Linked DNA regions of Mus musculus: all the other regions are linked to region 2. The links are chromatin contacts, called in public Hi-C and promoter capture Hi-C maps. All regions are on one chromosome and are shown on one strand. The core of a region is the stretch at or near the end of the contact, and the rest is flanking DNA. Distances in the headings are between cores, read along the strand shown. Region 1 holds the start of Alkbh8 (alkB homolog 8, tRNA methyltransferase). Region 2 holds the start of Dcun1d5 (DCN1, defective in cullin neddylation 1, domain containing 5 (S. cerevisiae)). Region 3 holds the start of Cwf19l2 (CWF19-like 2, cell cycle control (S. pombe)).

Region 1 (3,064 bases), core at 494-2,993, 3.8 Mb after region 2:
AGGGGAGGGGAGGGGAGGGGAGGGGAGGGGAGGAGAGGAGGGCAAGGATGAGAACAAAGTTCCCACAGGATCAATAGGCCTTGGCTGATTACTCAGATGTGAAGAACAGGGATCGGGTCAGTGCACAGCTGCTTGGATGCACCTGGCATGTGACAGGAGTAAGGTCACTATTAAATAGGATACTAGCCATCGCAGTTAGTTGTTCAGTTGCCTTCAGTCTGAGCAAATTCTCTGTTGGTAAGACGAGAACAAAGAAATAAAGGCTCTGCTACTAGTAAACTCTCAATATATCTTGTTGGATAGTACCCCAAGTACCAACTGTACTGTATCCGTGTCTGAGTTAGAAAATAGAGCTGTGGCTAGAGAGATGACTCTGGTTATATGTACTAGCTGCTCTTCCAGAGGACCCGGGTTCAAGTCCTAGCACCCACATAGTAATTCAAACCATTCACAACTCCAGTTCCAGATCTCACTCCTTCTTCTGGCATGTAGGTGGTATATAGATACACATGCAGGTGATACATGTCTTTTGAATTAATAAGCTATCCAAATTACATTATCTATTTAAAAAGAAAGCAGAGTTAAACATTAAGACTTAGAAAAAAATTACCGTTTCTGAATTACACACTCTATTTTTTCTTACACTCATTGTTTGTTATCTTCTGTAAGTGAATAGAAAGTTAAGTACATGAAGTAGTGATTTTGTCTGTATTATTCACCGGGTAGTACACAGCACTTAAACAGGATGTGATATGTAGTAGCGACTCATTAAATATACATATTTAAATAAACCTAAGCAGAATTTGCCATTTTAGCTATTAAACTCCGTAATTCTAATTTTGGCAGCCATCTTCAGCGATTTCCGTAACACCCACCGAGTGAGTATCCCAATTATCTGCATGTGTTGGAGTCAGAAACTCTCGTCTACAATCTTGGGTACCTGCTAAACAGCTAGAGACAAACGTTAAACGAAATCATCAAAACCACAGTCTGACACTACTTGACCCCAGAAGCAGAAGGACTGATCAAGAAAAAAATATAAGGCAGATGTGGGCCAAGAGTGCCTTGCATATCCGTGCTTCACAGAATTGATGCTTGCTGAAAAACGACTAAAAGCAAGGGTTGGTCTTCAACCCCTATGGCAGCTAATACAGACACCGCTAGGCATCCATCATATGCCAAACATAAGGACATTAGATCCTACCAGGGTTCCCAACGGCCTTACCTCCCCAACCCATAAACTGCACTCTTCGCGGTCTGAGTCGGCCCATGCTGGTCAGGACAGAGCAGACAGGGAGCTGAAAGGAGTAAGCCAGGATTTGCGATCCTCCATATCCCCAGGCCCCAATCAGGTGGCGTACACTTTTCTCTCTCCTCACCAGAAATGTTCACCTCCCAGCTGCTTTGTCAATCGCCAGCCTTCCCCGGTGCAGCCTGACCACCTATGCTCTGACACCCTTTCAACCGGACGCCGCCATGTTGCAGACAATAGTACTACATTTCCCATGAGTCCCTGGGGCTACCACAACCCCCTTCGGGACTCAAATTCTTTGTTGACCCTTTCTCCGCCAAATGTCTGTAAACTGCTGCTTGAAACAGAAAATTTGGCTGCTTTATTTGGGTGAATAGTAATCGTTGGAATAGGACCTACAACTATCACGTTACTAAATGCTAAACATTTGATCTTATACTCACAAATAACTGTAGTCTTAAGGGAACTTACCTGTGTAAACCACACCAATCGAAATGCAGAGCTGTAGAGTTCAGTCTCAACTGACATCTACAGCACAACTCCTATACCTCAGGCTTAGAACACTGCAGAGAAAATGGAGGTGGAGAAACGGAAGTTTACTGTGAATTGTGTCTCCTGGGAACATCAGAAGCCACACCCATAAAGTCTCTCTAGTGTGACTGCCTATACTGAACTGAACAAAGACAATGAAAACGGTTGTGTTTGTGTGGTCAGGCAAAGAGTCGAGAACGTCTAAACCCTACACAAAGAACAATATGCAAATAAGGAATTCTGAGAGCAAGAGAAATACTTTTCTCCAGGGAAGAGCACGCCAATTGTTTATCCAACAATGAATGATCAGCCTGAAAACACTTAAATACAAGAAACATTGTACAATTTGTATTAATGTATGTATGTACAATTAATAATAAAAGAGGTGATGAATTTGAAAGAGCAAGGACGATGGGTATAGGAGAGGGTTTGGAGGTAGGAAATGCAATGAGTAAATTATAATATAATCTAAAAAACCAGAAAGAGTAGAAACTCTAAAACAGAAGAAACTGGATCTACTTCAGGAAAGATATTTCAAAGTAAAGTTTAAATGGCAGAAAAATTAAAGACAATAATTATATCCCTATTATGAGATTGACTCATGACAAAAAAACAGTAACAGTATTGTTTTTAATTTGTAGTATTTACTCAACTCCACATTGTTAGGCCTCAAAGAAAGAGGGACAAATCACTGACTGAAGTGCCTACTAAAACATCAATGCAAATACTTGCAGCTCTCTGCAACATTACTCAGTACCTGTTGCTCCTCCCAGCACTGCTCACCTCTCCCCTTCCCCTAAACCTTTCCATCTCAGGGACTAACTTTCTGCTTCTTCCCTTCCCGACTTATTGATCTCCATATAACATAGCTATTTTGGACACTGGGTCTCTTGGCCTATTGGCTCCTATCTGGTTCTACTCCTGGCTCTTTCTTGGTACACTTGCATCCCTCTCTTCTCTCTTACCCCCTCCCAACCCCCCAAAGCCAAGCTCTGTCTGTTGGCCATGTTCAGTATAAACACTTCCAGATGTTTCTGGCTATTCTCTCCCTCATATCTACAATAAACCTCCTCTTCAAAACATACCTTGGGGCAGTCATGTTGTTTGATTTTTCCTATGAAGACTTGGGAACCAGATGCTGGGAAGAAAGCCTGCTAGCTCTGCGAGGCAGAGAAAGTACCCAGTTGACCTTCCTCCTCAGCCAATGTCCCAGAAGGAATACCCCTTAAAAAATGCCCACCTTAAAAAAAATCTTTTTTAAACTGAATTTTCTTCCTTCTT
Region 2 (2,757 bases), core at 19-2,518:
TTGTTGTTCCAGGCTGTCTTGTTGTAATGGTAGTATTTGTCACTTTAAGTGTCGACCATTAATACAAAAACAACTCAAAGTGTATGGGAAGAAGCCCACTTCTCAAAGCTAAATCGCAATGACTTTCTGAGGAATGAATCTGTGATGATTGAGTATATGCCACAAAGCGAGTAAAGGGCTCTAACTTACAGTTCTGCTTTGTTTTCTTTTCCCCTAAGAGAACATGGAGCACAATAGCTTGCTAACGCCTAAAAGGAGGTTGAGAGCTACCAGCGTCTTAATGCCAGAAAACAAAAACCACAAGGGCCTTTTCCAATTAAGTGTACGGAACTGGTACAGGTGAAGTGGAGGCATTGGTGCGTCCAGAAGCCTAGGCTCCAGCGATTTAAAAGGCCTCCTGCTGGGATCGTCCAGGTTAGGCCACTTTAAATGCTAACTCGGGAGACCAATTATAGCAAAGGCTTTCTTTCCATCATTCCCAAGGCAGCTGTCAAAACTCTTCAAGCTCTGCTCCTTTTTTCACACTCTGACATTTAACAATGTGGGGACCAAGCCAATTCTGCTCGATTTAGTGTGACACAAGGACGCCGTGAATCTTGGCAGATCCGCGCTCACTTCTCGGTTGGGAAATTTGATGGAGAATGCATACGTACGGTCGTCTGTTTCCTACCCTCTGGGCACGCAGACAACAAAGTGGGACGAATCTCAGAGCTTGTCCAAGTACGACAGAGAGCACGTACAGGCGAACACGCGGTTCGGTCCCGCGCGGAGCGGAGACTGGGCGCCTCACCGACCGCCTCGCCTGAGAGGGCTCGCCCCTCTCCTCCCGGCTAGCGGCCTGTCCGGCCCCGGGGGAAGGAGAGAGCCAGCGGGGTGGGGACAGGCAGTACCTGGGGATTTTACACTTTTTGAGGCCCGCGTCTTCCGCGACCGCCGCTGCCACTCCGGGAGCTTTTCTCTTCTTCTTCACTGGCATCTTCCGCCTTCCCCGGCAAGGTAGACAGGGCGGCCGGGGAGGGGTATCGCGCTCCGCCGCAGGCCCCGCAGCGCCGGCTCCCGCCTGCCGGGGACCGCAGCGGAGGCCCGAGGCGCGACCCCGCCCCGGGTCTCCTCTTTAGGGGCGGTTCCGGGCAGCGCAGCGCTAAGGCCGGCGGTGTCGCGGCTCGGGCTTTTCCAGGAGCAGCGAACGCCGACAGCGCGGCACCTACAGTAGCAGCGAAGAGCAGGCGGCTTAGCCTGACCCGGAAGCGGATGGCTCTGGACCGGAAGTGACGTAGAAAGGAAGCTCGCAGGGCCTGGAGCGGTCTCTCTACTTTGGGATTTTTTGTCTCTGCAGGTGGAGCCTGAATCTCCGGAGATTTTCTGGCGGGTTTCCAGCGGGAAGTCCTTTCTAGAAATCATAAACGCTCCACAGCTGGCGAGCGAAGTAATCTGGTGAGGAGCCATGCGTGAGTGTGCCCACTCCTGACGTGCAACCGCTCCAGTTTTTTCGGGTGTTCTTGGTGGGCCTGAGATCAACTTCTCGCGCTCCTTGTCCTTTTCTCCCTCATGCTCAGGGTCAGTTTATGGCTTCCTCCTGTGCTGAGGCAACGCCTCCATGTTTTACTTCTGAGGAACTCTCCTCTTGGATAAGAGACTGGGAAACGGACTGACTTATTACAGAGGATTTGGGGAACTGTTCTAATGGGCTGCTCTCAAGAAACAGTAATCACGTCACTTCTAATGGAAATACTGCTTATAAGAAAGGTTTGCTAGGTAAAATTATCTCATAGAAGATTCTTAGTGAATGAAGTCCATGTTTGTAACCCAACTGTGACAGAAGACTGTTTCTTTAAATTCTATCCCTGTGGTTCTGTGACTGCATCGTGGGACCCTAATCTAGTCAAGGAGAAAGAAAAAAACCGGTTGTTGTAATGAGTCCTGGATACATAATATGCCCTGGAATTCACAAGTTTCCTGAGAGAGGACACTTCAATGTTTGGTGCATATAGTTAATGTTTTTTTAACAGTGAACATAATGTTCAAACCTATAACCCATTCGACTCTATTATAAACAATGCACGAAACATTGTTTTTACATGAAAATTATAAAATGTAAGCTCTAAAACAGAACTCCCTACAGGAAGTAGACAACTGAAAGATGAAGGGTTTTTTTTTTGTTTGTTTGTTTTATATATGTATTTATTGTGGGGGCACTTGTGTGCCAGTGCTGGGATGACAACTTGAAAGTTCATTTTCTCCATCAATCTTGTCACTCTTGAGGTGGAACTCAGGTTGTGAGACTTGGGAAGGGACATTATGTCTGTGTACAGAAAAGCACCTAGTTATGTGATTTAATTTTTTCTGCTGCTCGTGATAGTTCTTGATTTTCTATATAGTAAATAATGAGAAGCTATGAGGGTGCTGAGTTCTTTGTTATGTGGTCTAATTTTCTTTGACTAAGTCACAAGAAGGAAAGGAAAGGAAGTAGTATTAAAACAAAAGGGTATTCTGGTTTAGATCCTAAGGTACTCATCAACTTTATGAAGAAAAATCTTAAAAATGCATTTTAGCCGTCTGTTAGTAGAGTGGCACAACATAAACAGATTAAGCACACAAGGCTGAAACAGGTCTATTCATTTGACAGTTTGATGATTTGCATATTTCTTAGGTTTAAGGATTGTAGAATGAAGAAATGGAAAACAGAACTTTTAAAATAGTTATATCTGAATTAATGTAGCCAAAAATAGTCCCAGAGATGTGCTAAGTATATATATA
Region 3 (3,140 bases), core at 429-2,928, 3.8 Mb after region 2:
GTGCTGTGGAGGCTTGATACCCTAGAGAAAGTGGATGCTAGAGGACTGAGACAGGAGTGGGTGGTGGAAGGGGAAGTACCCTCTTAGAGGCAAAAGGGAGGAGGAAGGGTGGAAGGATTTGTGAAGAGGAGACTGGGAAGGGGAATAACATTTGAAAGATAAACAAAATGATTAATAAAAGGAAGTTATTAATAGCTTTCCTTTGGGACTACCAATCTTCACTAAATTTGGGTACAAATCACACACAGTATTCAGTACAAGACTAACATATATCCTCTTTTCTCTCTGTCTCAAATAGGATTTGGAATCACTTTAACCTTCATTGTCACTGTGGCTAGTTCTTTAGACTTTCCCAAAAGTTATAAATCTGACCTTTTTCCATGCCTTCAAAATAGACAGTGCCAATACAATTGACTCAGAAAAGTTATCCTCTTAAAAAGAAAGAACCATATGGCTAATTTCTAGTCAGCAGTCAACAATAGTAATACAATGCAAGAAGTTTCTTCTGCTTTCTCATCCATCTGTCAAAATTCCTAAGCTGACTTTGGTCCTTATCAAACTGTATGTAGATTTGTCTAAAATTCTTCACAGCTGACAAAGAGTTTCTTCCAAAAACTGTTTGAAATATCAAACAGACAGTCATTATGATTATTCATTATATCTATTTTGAAATCAGCCAATATTCATGATGCTTTATCTGACCAAGACTAACTGCCCACCCATCCCCTTAAAATGTGACTGAAGGAAGGCATTACTCATTCTTCCTATTTATTTTCTACTCTCTATATGCATTTAAACTTATTTAAAATTCTTTTATCATAAAACAAAAAACCCAAAACATAGTCACGGAACATTCCGTTGTTCAACTACAAATTCATCTTTTTCACTGTCACAATTAATCAGGAATAACTGTCAATAACTGTTCAATAATTTACTTCTTCCGTTTTTATAAACTCCATACATTTCAATGTTAATGAGAATTCTGTTTCCAAAACCTGGGGTCGGGGAGCACATATTCTGAGTCTCTTATGCTAAAACAGTGTTTCAATCAGTAAAGGCTGGCCTAAGCCTGGAGTTGAAAGGAAAACGTGGAGGAAACACCAACGTATTCAAATGTGTCCTACTTCCAATAAGCCGGGGCAATGACTCATGCTTCGAATTAACTGGTAAGAAGAGTCCTCGGATGTGACACTGGACACAGAAACTGAGCAATCCAGGCGGCTGAAATATCAAGAGTGCTTAAAAACTAAGGAAACTGGAAGGAAACCAATCAATCTTTTTGCGGAGAGAAATAGCAAATGGAGCCGGTCCGAGCGTTTAGAAGACAACTGCATTGGAAAAAGACCAAAATCAGACAAGGTGAGATACCGAAGTAACGAGAGAAGTGAGTGGACTATCTCCCAGGATTCTCAAGTCCTACAACTTTTAAATAACATTCCGAAACCGTAAGATTTATAAAACGAAAGTATTTCAAGAACTAAATCTCGGAAAGCGATTACCTAGCATGCAGAAGCCCTTAGTACAACCCCAGTTTTAAAAAGGAAGAAAGAAAATTCTCCAAAGCCGGGATACCTGGCGTAACACCTCGGCCCTGGCATTACGGGTCTGTTCTTTTCGCTCTTCGATACTGCTAGCACTTTCAAATCTTACACTAAACGCCTCCATAGTTGTTGCCGTCGAAAAGCAAGGACGCCGTCGGGAAACCTCGGTTTACGACTGTCGTAATTTAGAAACCGAATCTGCATTTCAAAATAGTAGGGAAGGGGCGTTACTATGCCAACAGAGCAGGCGCAGTTCCGAATGTTTCGCCTGTGAAAGGTTCAGCGGAAACTTGTAGCCTGCTGGAGAGTTGATCTTTCAGATGTACTAGGTTCGCTAAGCGCTGAGTTAATATAAACATGCGTTATTATGAGCCCTGCGATATATTAACTCATTTCTCAATAGGACTCTTAAAACACTCCAGTAAGCTAGAAGTTACTTACTTCCCCCTTCTTGCCTGACTTCCTGTGACTGTGCATCAACCTGAAGGGAACCTGATCAGAAAGTCAGAACGTGGGGGGAAAAGGGAAAAACAAAAATTGCTCTTAAGAATCAGTATAGGGGCTGGAGAGATGACTCAGTGGTTAAGAGCACTGACTGCTCTTCCAGATGTCCTGAGTTCAATTCCCAGGAACCACGTGGTGGCTCACAACCCTCTGTAATGGGATTGAACGCCCTCTTCTGGTGTGTCTGAAAACAGTGACAATGTACTCATATAAGTAAAATAAGTAATTAAAAAAAAAAGTTCAGTATTTTTCTTTGATGGGTGTCTTGAAATATATTTAAAACTGGGGTAGAGAGATGGGTCAGTGATTTAGGTGCTAACTGTTCTTGCAAAGGACCTAAGGCCACATCCAGGAACTCACAGGGATCATCAAAACCATCTCTAGCTCCATTTCCAGGAGATCTCCCTCTTCTGGCCTCCACAGGCATTGCAACTACATGATGACATAACACTCATTAAATAAATAAATAAATAAATAAATAAATAATTCTTAATTATTTGGAGGTCAAGACTTGGTGTTGCACAAGCCTGGGTGCAGGAAGAGTCCTCATCACCCAGAAGAAAGATGCCTTGGTTGTGTGGTTATCTCTCATAAAGAAAAAACAGTGACCTCTGTTGTATTTATTGCATCTTGCATAATTAAGTCTCTGTATCAAAAGACTAGCCCCATCTGTGCTTCATTTGATTCGCCCACTAGGATAGAAACAGGAAAGTTGAAATAAGCCATTTCTATCTCCTTTTGCCCATATCAACTCAGCAAATTTAAGATGACAAACTTGAATGGTTACAACCCCTTTATTTGATTCATTATGTTTGTGAGGCAGCACTCCAGTTTGTGCATCTGAAGCAAGGATAACCAGCCAATTCAGAGTTGATAGGAAGGGCTAATATACCTGCCCACGCATTACCAAAGGCACTCAAAAAGACTTGCCATGAAATATTGAAGGCTAAACGCACTGATGATTTTCGAAAACCTTGCTTCTCCGTAGGGAGAGCTTTGAAATTTCTTTTGTTGTTGTTGTTGTTGTTGTTGTTGTTGTTGTTGTTGAGAAGCAATACTCATGAGTCCTTGTACCAAAAAGAGTCAAAAGAAATA

What was found. Promoter capture Hi-C pulls out the DNA fragments that hold promoters and counts their contacts. A called contact is a pair of places that touch in the nucleus more often than the background predicts.
Region 1: a contact with region 2 is called in a promoter capture Hi-C map of erythroid cells, with 10 times the contacts expected there. The contact joins the promoter of Alkbh8 here to the promoter of Dcun1d5 in region 2. A contact is called at or near these places in 2 of 39 promoter capture datasets (erythroid cells and pre-B cells).
Region 3: a Hi-C map of CD4 T cells shows a contact between it and region 2, with 4 times the contacts expected there. The contact joins the promoter of Cwf19l2 here to the promoter of Dcun1d5 in region 2. A contact is called at or near these places in 1 of 39 promoter capture datasets (pre-B cells) and 1 of 484 Hi-C or Micro-C datasets (CD4 T cells).

What each region holds. Positions count from the first base shown.
Region 1 is chr9:3,333,910-3,336,973 of GRCm38.p6, reverse strand. Alkbh8 (alkB homolog 8, tRNA methyltransferase) reads right to left here and starts at 1,743. Exons shown (of 12, transcript NM_026303.1): 1 at 1,724-1,743.
Region 2 is chr9:7,183,016-7,185,772 of GRCm38.p6, reverse strand. Dcun1d5 (DCN1, defective in cullin neddylation 1, domain containing 5 (S. cerevisiae)) reads right to left here and starts at 1,268. Exons shown (of 8, transcript NM_029775.3): 1 at 891-1,268. The coding sequence starts at 976.
Region 3 is chr9:3,402,623-3,405,762 of GRCm38.p6, reverse strand. It overlaps Cwf19l2 (CWF19-like 2, cell cycle control (S. pombe)), which reads right to left and starts at 1,678. Exons shown (of 18, transcript NM_027545.2): 1 at 1,573-1,678. The coding sequence starts at 1,665.